Linked DNA regions of Macaca mulatta: region 2 is linked to region 1. The links are chromatin contacts, called in public Hi-C maps. All regions are on one chromosome and are shown on one strand. Each heading gives the region's core, a stretch centred on a gene start, on an enhancer-like site or on the middle of the called end of the contact. The rest is flanking DNA. Distances are from core to core; before and after follow the strand shown. Region 1 has its middle 6.7 kb from the start of NOTUM. Region 2 holds the start of CENPX (centromere protein X).

Evidence for each region. A called contact is a pair of places that touch in the nucleus more often than the background predicts.
Region 2: a contact with region 1 is called in a Hi-C map of blood, with 6 times the contacts expected there. The contact joins the promoter of CENPX here to the enhancer-like site in region 1. A contact is called at or near these places in 8 of 14 Hi-C or Micro-C datasets (CD4 T cells, blood, cortical neurons and 4 more).

Annotation. Positions count from the first base shown.
Region 1 is chr16:91,633,103-91,635,802 of T2T-MMU8v2.0, forward strand. No RefSeq gene overlaps it. Among named protein-coding and RNA genes, the nearest start is that of NOTUM, 6.7 kb to the left of the region's middle. Within about 2 kb of position 1,394, at least 18 of the 40 cell types and tissues checked have an H3K27ac peak or open chromatin away from gene starts, as enhancers often do. A contact at or near this core is called in CD4 T cells and blood, where this site is marked.
Region 2 is chr16:91,692,968-91,695,667 of T2T-MMU8v2.0, forward strand. It overlaps CENPX (centromere protein X), which reads right to left and starts at 1,444. Exons shown (of 5, transcript XM_015120611.3): 1 at 1,390-1,444. The coding sequence starts at 1,425. It overlaps LRRC45 (leucine rich repeat containing 45), which reads left to right and starts at 1,864. Exons shown (of 17, transcript XM_001112894.5): 1 at 1,864-2,401. The coding sequence starts at 2,182.

The sequences.
Region 1 (2,700 bases), core at 144-2,643:
GAGTCAACCCACCCGGGTCACGGCTGTGCTGGGGGGCCGGAGCCCACTCCGTGGGAAAAAGGGGTCAGCAAGGGCCCAGGCTGGCGGGCGGGTGCAGGCGGAGAGGGAGGAGGGTGTGATGGAGGGTGGTTGGCGGTACAGGGGTCCCCTGGAGACCTCGTGTGGGGCCCTGGAGCTTGGTGATACGAGCCTCCAGCACACAGCATGTCAGGCAGCCGCGGACCCGGCTTCCCTGTCCAGACTGGAGGCGGCTCCCTGCCGCACATCCCGGGCCCCTCCCCCAAGGGCCTTGAGCGCCAGGGCCGCTCTGGGCTCCAGCTGCTGCCGGCCGTCTGGGGCCCAGCTGTTGTGTGCTGGCCTCAGCCGCCCCGCCCCGCCTGGCCACCTGGGCTGCCCTGCGCCCCAGCTGCTGGCTTCTGAGGCCCAAGTGAGCAGGGAAGTGAGGCGGGCCACCCGCTTCCCCATGTGGCTGTCTCTTGGGGGAGGCCGCCCACTTTCCCCTTGGCTGGCTCTTGGGGGAGGCCCTGCTCTGCAGTCGGCTCAGAGTGGGGGAGGTGCCCTGAGGCCAAGCGCTGCCGTCGCAGAGCTTGGCCCCCTTTTGGTTTTCCCCAACCTCCTTTTCTAGTCACCCCATCCATCAGAAGGACCCTTCTTGGCCTCATATCCTGGGACCTTAATGAGCCAAGTCCCTCGTCAGGAGCTGCTGTGGCTCTCGCCCAGGTCCTCGGAGGGGCGAGGGGGGCCACCGGGCGGGGCGGCTGCTACTGGGCTTGGTGTTGCGGCTGCCCTCTCCCCGTCCCCAGTGCCTGGACTGAGTGGCCTCTGAGTTCCCTGGTGGAAAGGATCCGCCTTGCCTTAGGATGTCCTTCACCCAGGTGAGAGCTCCTGGAACCCAGTGGGGAGGCGAGGCTGTCATTTTTGGACCCAGGTATTTGGCGGGATCTGCCCCTGTTGGCACCCCTGCAGCTGAACCCCGCCCCATCCCGCCTCCTCCCTAAGGCTTCACCTGGCTGGTGCCAACATGTAGCCTACTGGGAGTGGCAGGCCCACCAGGGAAAGGCCACCTTCCAGAGCTGGGGGAGGAGGGGCATGGGGATGGGGGAGTCCCAGCTCATCAGTGGAGATGCAGCCTCTTGGGACATCACGCAGAGAGTGTGTGGCTCCTTCCTGGACAGGTGAGGGAGGCTGGAGGTCAGGCTCCTGGATGCCAAGGGGAGGGGCAGAGAGGCTGGTCCTTTGCCCTCCCAGCTGCCAGGCTCCACCGCCCTCACGAGCTGCAGGCCGGGCCCCCACCCGTCCAGCCTGCTGGTCCCCACGCTCCTGCTCCTGCTCCTGCCGCAACAGCGGCAGCAGGCCAGGGAGGCCATGTGACCTTCGCTCGCCCTCCCTCCCTCCCTGTGATCCCCACGTGGCCTCTGGGGAGGCAGAAACAAACCCTCAGATCTTGCCACTGGGAACCTTTCAGCGCCAGCGACATCAAAGAGGGGCGGCGGCGGCGGGGGCGGCCAGCGGATGCTTCTCTTAAAGGGCCACGCCATTTTTAATTCAAAGCAGATTCTGGGAGCAGCTGTCTAGCTGGGAGGGAAGGTGGCAGCCGAGCCCTCTCCAGACCTGGCTACAGTTGCTCCTCAGAACTAGTTAAACTGGGCTGGGTGCGGTGGCTCACGCCTGTAATCCCAGCACTTTGGGAGGCCGAGGCAGGCAGATCACCTGAGGTCAGAAGTTCGAGACCAGCCTGGCCAACATGGCGAAACCCTGTCTCTGCTAAAAACACAAAAATCATTACAGAAGGAAAACCCATGGGATGAAAAAAAAAAAAAATCAGCCAGGCATGGTGGTGGTGCGTGCCTGTGTAATCCCAGCTACTTGGGATGCTGAGGCACGATAATTCTTTTTGGGTTTTTTTTTTTGAGACGGAGTCTCGCTCTGTCACCCAGGCTGGAGTGCAGTGGCGGGATCTCGGCTCACTGCAAGCTCTGCCTCCCGGGTTCATGCCATTCTCCTGCCTCAGCCTCCCGAGTAGCTGGGACTATAGGCGCCCGCCACCACGCCCGGCTAATTTTTTCGTATTTTTAGTAGAGACAGGGTTTCACCGTGTTAGCCAGGATGGTCTCGATCTCCTGACCTTGCGATCCGCCCCCCTTGGCCTTCCACAGTGCTGGGATTACAGGCGTGAGCCACCATGCCCGGCCGAGAACTCCTTGAACCCAGGAGATGGAGGTTAGAATGAGCTGAGATCATGCCACTGCACTCCAGCCTGGGTGACAGAGTGAGACTCTGTGTCAAACAAACAAACAAACACAAAACTAGTTAAACCGGAGAGGGGTCGGACCAAGAAGAAGAACCAGCACTATGCTGTCCTCAGAACTGAGGTTGAGCAAGGTCCCAAGTGGCCAGACGGCAGCAACATAGAAACTAGATTCTTTTAATAAAATAAATAGCGTGAGCCCTCTCGCACATTTATGTATGAGTGGCGATTCTTTTGTTGTTATTATTTTTAGAGACAAGGTCCTACCCTGTGTTGCCAGGCTGGAGTGCAGTGGTGCGATCACTGCCTGAGCCCTGAACTCCCGGGCTCAAGTGATCCTCCTGCCTCAGCCTCCTGGGTACCTTGGACTACAGGTGTGTACCACCACACTTTTTAATTTTTTTTGTGGCGATGGGGTCTCACTATGTTGTCCAGGCTGGGCTTGAACTCAG
Region 2 (2,700 bases), core at 194-2,693, 60 kb after region 1:
GAGTGGCGGATGCCGGGGCTGCCTTGACAATCCAAGGGGCTGCTCCGTACACCGGCAGCGGCCTCGGAAGGCAGGCCCAGCACTGGGGCGGTTGTGGGAGGGCCTGGGACACACCCAGCTTTGCCCCATGACCTGTGGGCGCCACACCAGGGCTGCAGGCCCCCTGCTCCCCGTCGTCTTCACATTCATCCTCTGCAATGACCACAACTCCAGCTCTGGCCAGAGCCCTCGGGCCTCTAGTTGTCAGGTGGGCTTGATGGAGAGAACACATGACCTCCTGGGGTGTGTCCCCAGTGCCCCCTCTCCGGCAGTGGCCTTTCAGCTACTCTAACCTGGTGGATTCTCCCAACCACCCAGTGAGGTGGCCCAGGCCTCAGTGACTTTCTCCTTCTGAGTTCTGGCGAGAATCTTCAGCAACTCCACCAGAGTGCCCCACACTGACCCCCTGCTGTCTCGGGTGATAAAGAAGGGCCCGATGCAGGAGAAACAAAGAATTCTCCCTGCTTCTACACGACTTCCCTGAAGTCCTCCCCCCAGGATGGGTTCACAAGGGCCTGAGACCCTCCCTTCCCAGGCCACAGAGGCCCACGAGGCCCTGCTGACACTGAGGAAGCTCAGTGCCCCAACCTTCAGGTAGAGCAAAAGAAAGAAAGGCTCAGAAACCACTCTACCTGCACCGATGGGACCCCGCACATGGACTCTGCACATGGCACCCTGTGAGAGCTCCACTTGCCAGGGGCAGGGAAGAGCGGGGCACGCCTTGCAGCCTGGGTGGATCCTGGCTCAGACGGCCTGGGTCTGACCCTAGCTCTGCTGAGTCACTTAACGCCCCCGTGCCTCAGTTTCCCCACTCGCGGGTGGGGTTAATCCGTGTCAAGTGTGAGTAACGTGGAGTACCGAGGAAACCACGCGTTCCTAGCTCAGTGCTGGTGCCCACTAGGGAGCAGGCAAAAGGGAAACCACTGTGCCTGGCGGCTAGGGTAGGTCCTGCCGGCTCCTCGGGCTGGATGGTCTCACTGTCCCCGTCCTGGGGCCTGATCTCCCCTTAACAGGAGACCCCAGGCTCAGGGCGCAGGGCGGCGGCCCAGCTCGTCCTCTCTCTTCGCCGGCTTGGACTCCGCCATGAAGGCGCCCACCCCTGCCTGTTTCTGCAGACCCTCTCCACCTTCCCGCAGCCCCGGCTGCCCCACGCGCCCTCCTACTAGCTGCGAGACCCCGCCCAGGAGGGCGCGGGGCGCGCGGCCGGGCTGGGGTCGGAGTCTGAGAACGGGCCCAACCTCAAAGACACAGGTGGGCGGCGCGGGGGCTGGCGTCTGGCCCTCACGGTGTCACGCGTGGGGTCGGGACGGAGCGTCCACACCTCCCTGGCCCCTGCCTGCCGGCCCTCACCTTCCGGAAGCCGGCTCCAGCTCCGACTCCCTCCATGATCGCAGCATCGAAGCGCGCCCTCCGGAACCCCGCCCCTCCAGCCAATGAGCGCAGAGCGCGCCCTCGGAGCCCCGCCCCGCTCCCCTACCCAATGAGCCCGGAGCGCCTTCTCTCGGAGCCCCGCCCCAATGTCTCAGCCAATGAGGCCGGAGCGCGCCCTCCATCAGCCCCGCCCTCACGTCCCTCAGCCAATAAACCCGGAGCGCTCCCTTCCGGGACACCACCCTCACACCCATCAGCCAATGAGCCCGGAGCATGCCCCTTCGGGGCCCCACCCTCATGCCTCTAGCCAATGAACCTGGAGCGCGCTGCCCCCTTTCAGCTTGCGGCCCGAAGGGCGCGCCAGTTCCTTTGTTTTCATTGGCCCGCACCGAGGGCTGCCTGCGCAGAGCCTGCTGGGAGTTGTAGTTCCCGCGGCCTCTCCCGGGGCGCCTTGTTCTTCCTGGATACTGAGGCCCCGACGCGGCAGTCGCGAGGGCGGGGGTTGGGGCTGCAGGCGCGGCAGGGCCTGGAGGGGTCGCGCGACGCGCCTGCCTGCTTCCTGCACGGGTAGTCCCCAAGCACTGCGGGGCCCCAGCCCTACCGCCCAGCCCCCGCGCTCCAGGACCTCCCGCCCGCAGAGCCCACTCGGATTCGTCTGGGTCGGCGGAGGCCCCGTCTGCCGTACCCGGCGCTGGGACTGCTCCGCACCGAGCGGCTCCCTTTAAGCAGCTGCGGGAGCATGCGGAGGAGGCCCTGCCGGCCCCGCGGGTCATGGAGGAGTTCCGGCGCTCCTACAGCCGCCTGTGCAGGGAGAGTGGGGCCGAGCCCCAGGAGGCTGTCCTGCAGCAGCTGCACCAGCTTCCCAGGGGCCGGCTGGACCTGGCCACGCAGAGCCTGACGGTGGAGACCTGCAGGGCCCTGGGCAAGCTGCTGCCGAGGGAGATGCTGTGCACGGAGCTGGTCCTGAGTGACTGCATGCTCAGCGAGGAAGGTGGGCAGGCGCGGCGGGGTGGATCCCTCTGCTCCTTAGCTGCCCACACTGTTGCCTCGGCAGCCCCAGAGGTCGCTTCCTCTCCATGCTCTCCTCTTTCTGTGCCTCGGTTAAAGCGAGCAGGGGCGCCCCTTCCTGCACCTGGGAGTAGAGGACAGTTCCTCTGTAGGACAGGGGAGAGACCTTAACATGTCCCTCTTAGCTGGTTCCCCGCGTGCTGAGCCGGCTTGGTGCCTGAAGGGGCTGCAGGTGTTTCAAACATGACTTCACAGCGAGACTCTTGGCCAGCGCCAACCCAG